2 separate regions of the Arachis hypogaea genome follow, and region 1 is linked to region 2. The links are chromatin contacts, called in public Hi-C maps. All regions are on one chromosome and are shown on one strand. Each heading gives the region's core, a stretch centred on a gene start, on an enhancer-like site or on the middle of the called end of the contact. The rest is flanking DNA. Distances are from core to core; before and after follow the strand shown. Region 1 has its middle 19 kb from the start of LOC112758071. Region 2 holds the start of LOC112758070 (probable protein phosphatase 2C 34).

Evidence for each region. A called contact is a pair of places that touch in the nucleus more often than the background predicts.
Region 1: a Hi-C map of an unstated tissue shows a contact between it and region 2, with 1.9 times the contacts expected there. The contact joins the enhancer-like site here to the promoter of LOC112758070 in region 2. A contact is called at or near these places in 2 of 8 Hi-C or Micro-C datasets (leaf and an unstated tissue).

Annotation. Positions count from the first base shown.
Region 1 is chr16:16,385,918-16,390,251 of arahy.Tifrunner.gnm2.J5K5, forward strand. No RefSeq gene overlaps it. Among protein-coding and RNA genes, the nearest start is that of LOC112758071, 19 kb to the right of the region's middle. Within about 2 kb of position 2,889, at least 1 of the 3 cell types and tissues checked has open chromatin away from gene starts, as enhancers often do.
Region 2 is chr16:16,353,060-16,357,500 of arahy.Tifrunner.gnm2.J5K5, forward strand. It overlaps LOC112758070 (probable protein phosphatase 2C 34), which reads right to left and starts at 2,583. Exons shown (of 6, transcript XM_025806645.3): 1 at 2,163-2,583; 2 at 815-1,092; 3 at 391-699; 4 at 177-294; 5 at 1-93. The coding sequence starts at 1,048.

The sequences.
Region 1 (4,334 bases), core at 1,639-4,138, 33 kb after region 2:
GAGGAATCCCAACCTTATCAAAAAGTGTAACAACACTCTCCTTGTCCTGGTTCCCAAGATCAACAACCCCAAATTCATCAACCAATTCAGGCCTATTGCTTTGTGCAATGCTAGCTACAAAGTAATAACAAAGATCATGGTGGACAGAATTAAACCATACCTAAATGACAAGATCGCAGTTCACCAATCCAGTTTTATACCCGAAAGAAAAATACAAGACAACATTCTTATAGCAAAAGAGATGATACACATTATGAAAAAAATGAAAGAAAAAAAATAATTCATGGCTATTAAAATTGATTTTGAAAAAGCCTATGATACGCTTAATTGGGAATTCATAAAGAAAAGGCTTTAGAATTTCAAGTTCCCTTACCACTTTATAAACCTTATCATGAATTGCATCCAATTAGTGAATTACAGTGTGATATGGAATGGAAACAGAACTGAAAAATTTACCCCTATCAGAGGGCTGAGACAGGGAAATCCTCTATCCCCTATCTCTTTGTCATTGCAATGGATGCCCTGTCTTATCTCATTGAAGAGCAGGTTCAGAGTGGAGGATGGAAAGCTATCAGAGTTGGAAGAGAAGGACCAGACATCTCTCATCTTATGTTCGCAGACGACTTGCTGCTATTTACAGAGGCAACTATGGAACAAATAAATAGTCATAGAAGTGTTGGAGGCGTTTTATAATGTGACCGGGTTGAATATTAATAAAGAAAAGTCTTCCATAGTTTTTTCAAAGAAAAACCAACCAAACACCAGAGAGGATATAACAAAGCTAACCAGGTTTAGAGAAGAAAGAGACTTAGGCAGATATTTGGGGCTATGATAACAAATAATCAGAAGGGGAAAGAAAATTATAAAGACATGTTGGGAAGAATGCAGAATAAGCTTAAGGGGTGGAAGGACAAATGTCTGTCCTTTGCAGGGAGATTAACTCTAGCACAATCAGTGTTAAGTTCAACCTTAAATTTTAATATGCAACACGAGAAGATTCTGAGAGAAATCTGCCGAGAAGTAGAAAAGATCCAAAAAAATTTCATTTGGGATGAGGACAACAATCAACGAAAAATGCATCTGATTGGGTGGAAAACTCTTTATCAGCCAAAACATGAAGGAGCCTTGGATTTTGTGACCTAACAACAGTGAATGATGCTTTTTTGCTCAAAATTTTATGGCAAGCCAAAGAAAATCCAGAAGCGTTTTAGATAAAAGTGTTAAGTCATAATTACTGCAATGGAGGAAGCTTGAACAATCAAATCAAAGTGAAGACTACAAATTCCTCTCTTTGGAAGGAGTTGATGAAATTATGGCCTATGTTTCAAAATTTCTCCACCACATTGAAAATGGACTATCAACTCTGTTTTGGAAACATCAATGGGTGGAAGAAGAAGGTTGTCTATTCAATTTGGCTCTAAATCCTGACTCAATTGACCCCGATAACTTTGTTTGAGAATGGACAAATCCAAATGGAGACTAGGATATAGACAAGCTCCACCAAAACTTTCCCCCCAAATATTATGAAAAAAATCATTGTTATCCCTACTCCCCAAGCAGAATTAAAAGATGATAGAATTGGATGAAAACTATCACAGGATGGTGATTTCTCTTTAAATGCTATATATAAATCTCTTAGGAACTGGTCGAAAGAAGAAAATACCATATGGAAAAAGGTATGGAGTTGGAAGGGACCACAAAGGGCTAAAATTTTTCTCTGGACAGCTATGCACAGGAGAATCATGACAAACCAAAGAAAAGCAAAGATATTTGGTGGTACAGAAAATTGCTCTCTCTGCAATAGTGGAATAGAAGATACTTTATATGCTCTGAGAAATTGTCCCAAAACATCCACCATATGGGTCAATTTGCTGAAAAGTAATGAAATCCCAGACTTTTTCCAATCAAACTGGGATGACTGGATTGGAGTGAATTTACAGAAGCAATTAGGGAAGAACGATAACCTAAATTGGCTAGATACATTCATAACAACTTGTTGGAGAATTTGGTATTGAAGAAATAAAGAAATGCATGATACTAGTTACAACAGACCACAACAACCACATCAAGAAATCTACAAACAGGTGCAAGATATTAAAAAAGCATGAGAAGGATTACCTGGTAGGAAAGCAGAGAGGAAGAACTGAGAGAAACATTGGCTGGCATCCTCCTCCGAGGGGTTGGATTAAATTAAACACTGACGGCACAGCGCAGGGGAATCCAGTTGTTACTGGGTGCGACGGTCTCCTCATGAATGAAGAAGGAAATTGGATCGCAGGCTTCACCCACAGGACAGGGGTTGGAACGGTGTTTCTAGCAAAACTTTGGGGAGTGAAAAATGGCCTCAATTTAGCGTGGACCATTGACTTCAAGAGAGTAGTGGTGGAAATTGATTCTGCAGCAGTGGTCAACCTTTTAAATAGAGGAAAGAAGTTGAAAAGTCATCCCAATACAAATGTTAGAGAGATAAATGACATGAAAAAGAAGGACTGAAACATATTTTTTGTACAAAATTATAGAAAAGGTAATAGATGTATAGATTATCCTGTAAAATGAGCTTAAAGATAGAATCAGATTTTGTTTTTTGGGATATGCCTCCTCCTGAAGTAATGAGAATCTTGAGTAAAGATGATACAGGAGTTACCTTATCCCGTTTAGTTTGTAATTAAGTTTTTTTTTTTTTTTGAGCTTTTGCCCCTCTATAATATCAAAAAAAAAAAGAATAACCATCTACACATTTAGTGAATTGAATATCCGATATATCTATTATTCACATTGTTACCTATATTTTTTCGATTGAAATTTTTTTTTTTAAGGAGTGTATAACGGAAACATCAAATGAGATGTGTACAAATAACATGCCTTTTATTTTGGGTCAGACCTTGTTTTTTTATAGGACGCTAGAGCATAGCGCTTTATTCTGAAAATTTAAGTGGGCCTCTCTGGTGACATGTGGGGTGATGGGCAAAGGTTAAAAACATTCAATTATGGAAACCACCCAATCTTCCTAAATTTTGTTTGGTGCTTTAGGATTTTATAATTTCTTATGACAAAAATACGCGTTAAATATTTCTTGGACCCAAAAGGAATCAAAACCACGGACGTCGCAAGTTTCAAGTTCGTCCATTGGGCTATGGGGTCCGTCATTTCCTTTCTCGATTTCTTTGGCAAATTTATTATTAGGTTTAATTATTCAGTTGATTTCTATGATTTTATTAAATTTTTAATTAAATTTTTATATATTTTTTAATTTAATTTTATTCTATTTTTAATTTTATAATTATATTTTTTTATGTTAAAAATATTAAAAACATAATATTTTTATCAAAATACATGTAGTCAATGATTTAGTTAAAATTTTAATTATAAATATCTTCAATTTGTAAAGAAATATTTAGTTAACTTTAATATCTTTTACATTAGAAAGAACGTAATTATAAAATAAAAAACAGTGTTGAGATTTAATTGAAAAAAAATATAAAAATTTAATTAAAAATTTAGTAAAATTATAGAAACTAACAAAGTAATTAAACCTTATTATTATCAACAATAGTGCTACACATGGAAGCATTTTTAGTAACTAAGTGTTATAAAGTTGACCAAAATTCAATAAAAATCACTAATATAATATATACATGTGCATTTTTTTCTTATCAACGTAGCACTTAAATTTTTACTAAAAAGAAAAGAAATTATCCATATATATAGCACAAAAAATTTTAGATATAACACATAAACTTATCAATATATATAGCACAACAATTTTTTACATAGAGCATAGAAGTTTTTTGCCTCACAGCTCATAAATTACTTCTAATGCTTTTTTTTTTTCTTTTTTTATATTATTTTTTTGTTTTTTATCTAATAATTTTGTGTTAAATTCTCGTTATATTTAATATTTTAAATGTATTTTATTAATTAAGTGAATGAGTATGTAATCTTTTAAAATTTTTGTGCTCACAGCTTAATAATTTTATTGAACATATATAGAATAATGATAACGACAACAATGATGATAATAATAAATGAAGGAGGAGAATAAAAAAAAAAAAGAAAAAAATTAAATAAAGAAGAGAAGGAAGAGGAAGAGAAGATAATGATGATAATAATGAAAGAGAAAATAAAAAAAAATAAGAAAAAAAAATCAAACAGAACAAAAATATTCAAAAGAAGTGCATGTCAATTTGATTAGATATGGTTGAAAAAAAAATGTTTGGCCGCTTAACATTTCTGTAATATTATTATTAGCACACATTTAATCATTTACTTATTAGATACCATTTAAATTCAAGAGTAAATATAAATTAATAAATAAGTGAAATCCACAATTTAAT
Region 2 (4,441 bases), core at 1,333-3,832:
AGTCCTCGTCCGGCAGCCACACCCTATGCACCCCTGGTTCATCATGTAAGCAGAACACCCTCCCCTGGCACTGCATTATTCTCTCTGCCTCCTCTGCAAAAATCATGATCAATTCTTGTTAAAAGTAACATTGGACAATAACCATTGAAGAACACTAAGCTTGAAACAACACTAACGGGGTAAATTGGGCTTGAAATCAACTGTTAATTGAACTGGAACCAAACTTCCATCATCTGATGATGTAGCTAACACAGCACGGGAATCACCTACATTTGCTATAATGATGAGTTCACCCTGCCAATTACACTTTGCAACAACTATGAGTTTTCATTCTTCAAAACAACTCAACAATGTAATACAAAATTGAAAGCTTTTTTATTTAGTTTTGACCTGTCTAACAACTGAAAGAGCAGTGGTTCCGCTGTAAAAGGAGTCGATCTTGCGGTAGCGAAAGAGTTCTTGATCAATGGCAGCACAAGTCTTCAAGTAAGAGTGCTTCCATATGTTGAAACGGTTCTGCTTCTTCTCTTGCTCAACATCAATCTCAGGATCAAGAGGAGATTGTGCAAGTGCCTCCTGCCAATTGCATAGCAAAGATGATGGCATTGTCTCTCTCACTTTCTTTGCCACAAAGTGACCCCATGGCCCATGCCCATCAAATATCCCACAGAATATCATGTCCTCTTGGCACCCATATTCCTATAATCAATCATCACCACAATCTATTAGCATAGTTGCAAAATTTATTAGACCCCATGAATATGCAACAAGAACAGGAGTGAGATTGTGCATAACTGCATATATAATTATATACCTCCCAGACTACACAGCAATCTTGGTTCACACCTTTCTGGCCTTTCTTGGAAAAGATTGAGGCATAGTTCTTTGAACCATCAACATTGACAGTGCCGGAACTGCATAGAATCAAGTCATTTTTCTTGGCTTCCCTTGCCATAGCTTCAGCAGCATCTCTACCGACACATCTGCCAGAACTTTTTCCCTTCTTCCACCTCGCCAAACCATTCAACATAGAAGATAAATGCCCCATCACCTCTCAAATGTGTGCTTCTCCCTCTCTTATAGTATTAGAATCTGTGCATTCAAAACGTACAATGGTTATGGCTTACATATACACAACAGTGCTGAAGTAGTAGACTAGTAGCTGGTATAACTCTTAAAACAGAACAGCACATAGAAAAAGAAAGAACTTTCTTGGTTTTTTTTATTTGCTTTATGTTGAAATAAAAATAGAAAGAGGAAACAAGTTGGGAGAGAATCCGTGACTGAAGAAAAGACAAGGTGTGAGCCAGAATGCTCAGAATTTAATATCCATGAGAAAGAAAGAGGGGTGGGAGTGGAAAAAAAAAAAAAAAAGCTAAATCCAGAAACATTCATTCCTACACTGAATTTCAGGAATACACTGTTCACAAGAAAGAAGATGAAATTACAAAAATACTCAGAGAAAAGAAACAAGGGAAGGTCTTCTTAAAAAATAAATAGTTGCCCATCATCTCCATTGATGGGTTCAAAGAGTGGTCCATTCAGGAAGAAACATATTCCCGTGGCTTTATTGGAATAACTATAATAAAAATTGATTTCATTTTTCTTTGCATTGTCATAGGATGATTGGCTGTCATTTAAAAGAAATATATTAATGTTCTGTTGAACAACAGAACATTATAGAGGAAAAGTTAATTAAGGATATTAGATTCTGCATACGAGGACCTGAGAAGAACAAAATTTCCAAGAATATATATGACACAGAAAGTCAAAATCCATATATACTGGAACATGTCCAATCTCCCAACACCACTCTTCCTACCTTTTGAAATTCAAAGATACCAAAACAGAACAGAATAGAATTAAATTCCACAATAAGTGAAGAAAAAAAAGAAGAAGAAAGTACAAAAAAAATATATATGGAAGAATTTGTCGACCACTACTTCCAGCTCAATTCATTTCATCAAAGACAGGACAGAAACATCTACAGAAGAAGAACAGTTTTGTTTATAAGGTCCTGATCCGAATTTGAAACACCCCATTATTATTGCTTTAAGATAATAAGCACAGCTTCTGTGTCTCTCTATCGATATCCATGAAACAAAAAGAACATAGTCGCTGAAAAAGAGAGCAAAACACATGGATGTGCAATAAGAGACCACCTTAGCTTAGAGTTCTTTTGGTGTGTGACAAGGGAAGGGAACTAGAAAGGGTGAATCTGAGGGAGGAAGTGTGATGGCCGGAACAAGAGGAGGGAATTCCGACAAGGATAGTAGCTGAAACTTTGAGAAAGAAGAAGAGGTGAGAACGGATCAGCATCCATCATTGTGTAGCTTTGTTTTGTTCGCTTCTTCTAGTCTCTTCTTCACCACCCTTTTTATCCACACCACATAAACAAGAGACCCAATAACTATAACAAAACACTCTTCTTTTATTAAGTGCTACCTTTTTGTTTATGCTTGTATATCAAACTATTTTCTAAAGCGATTATCCTGGCTTCACCTAAGTTTAGATTTCAACTAAAATAAAATTCACAATGTACATATAAAATGAGACGATTATAGTTTTGACTTTGTTTAACTTGTGTTTTAAGAATACAGATTAAGATGATAAATTAAGATTTTTTTTTAAATATAAAAAATTTAAGTTTTTAATATATTTATTTTTTATTTATTAAATAAAAATATTTAAAACATTCTATTAACAATAGTGTTATTAAGATACATATTAACTAAACCGTAGTTATATTTAAATTTTTTGATTCAAAGAGGTAGGCTCAATTTTTTCGATATGGAAGGTGTGTGCGCGTCTTCCCTAAATATGGAGTCATGGGGTATCAGACTAATCTGTGGGGCAGATTTTTTGTTAGTGTCAGATCCTAGAACTCGGATCGTGTGAGTTCATTGAATTTTAAATTTGGCTCCACAAATCGGAGGATCCGATTTGGAGCTGGTGAAATTTTGAATTTTCGGAAGGTAGTAATCGGACCCTCCGTATTGTTAGTAGTGTGTAATTTTTTTATGAAATGAATTATAAAATCGCAGTGTCCGATTTCCATTCCACGCTGACACCACACTAATGTGAAGTCCCCTCCTTCGGTCCTTCCCATAATCGAGTGCAACACCAACTAGGCTTTCATGTACAAATTAAAAAGCGCAAAGAGGTATGTGGGTCTTTTTCCTTTTACTAAATATGGAACTCTATGAAACTATTCTCTTCCCGGCAAGTCATACAAGGTAAAAGTTTGTGACTATAAAAGGGTAAAAGTGAGATCCCACCAATTTCCTACATAGGATGAACTCAATTAGTCTAGTGAATTTGATAACAGTAACAATTTTTTTCAAAAAAAAAAAAAGGAAATTCAACGCATGGGTTGCTTCTTAAAAAATTATAGTCTTTAGATATTTCATATCACAATATTGCCCTTTTTGATGTTTGGTTGGCATGATATTATTGCTATTATACAGTAAATAATATGCTAAAAGAATCTATGATGCATGCCAAACAAAAGAAGTTGTCCCCATGCAATGTATGTATGCATGTGTTCATTTACCCTATCAGCGTATTATTGAGTTGCCATGTTTTTTTTGTTCCAATTTCCCCATATATATAGGACGATGGTTTTTCTTAATTTCTTTTTTAAATTCAAAAGTGATATTTTTATCTTTTCATTTCCAATAATGTAGATAGATATATGGGGTATGGGCACACAACAAAGGGAATCTTTCAGTTGAGTACAAACATGACCATTTTTAGGACACGTGAATTATTGGTGTTTGTTTATGACAATATGCAGAGATCAATTAGGGAATTATTATGCCCAGTGTATTATTACTAACCAAAATGTTTCGTAACAAAAAAAATTAACTACAAACAATAAAAATTTATTTTATTTTAATATTTATTAAATAATAAATATTAAATAAGATAAATTTTAGTTATTTTTCTAATATTACTCGATTACTAATTAATATCTCAGAAACAAAATTAAAAGGGGAATGAAAGACCGTTTCCCTCACAATGCTTGGCATAACTGCTACTAATTAAATAATTATCAGCAGCCATACGTGTTCTGGTGGTTGGTGCTTACACACACACACATACACACACACACACATATATATATATATATATATATAGCAAAACAATTAATAATTAATAATCTACACCTGAAAATTATACTGACAGTGGTGCAGCCACAGGTTACAGCGATCATAAATTATTTTAAGACTATATATTATAAGGAAGAAAGCATTTGCAAGTATATATATAGGGGGTAAGAATAAGCATATATTTATCGAATGTTGGTACATATTTAATATGTATTAAAATATGATGCTTAATAATTTTAAAATGCGATGAGGTTTCCTTTTCAATCTAAAATCCGTTGACGATGCTAAAAGAATAAAAAAGAAGTGCTATGTATGTAGTATTGGGGTAG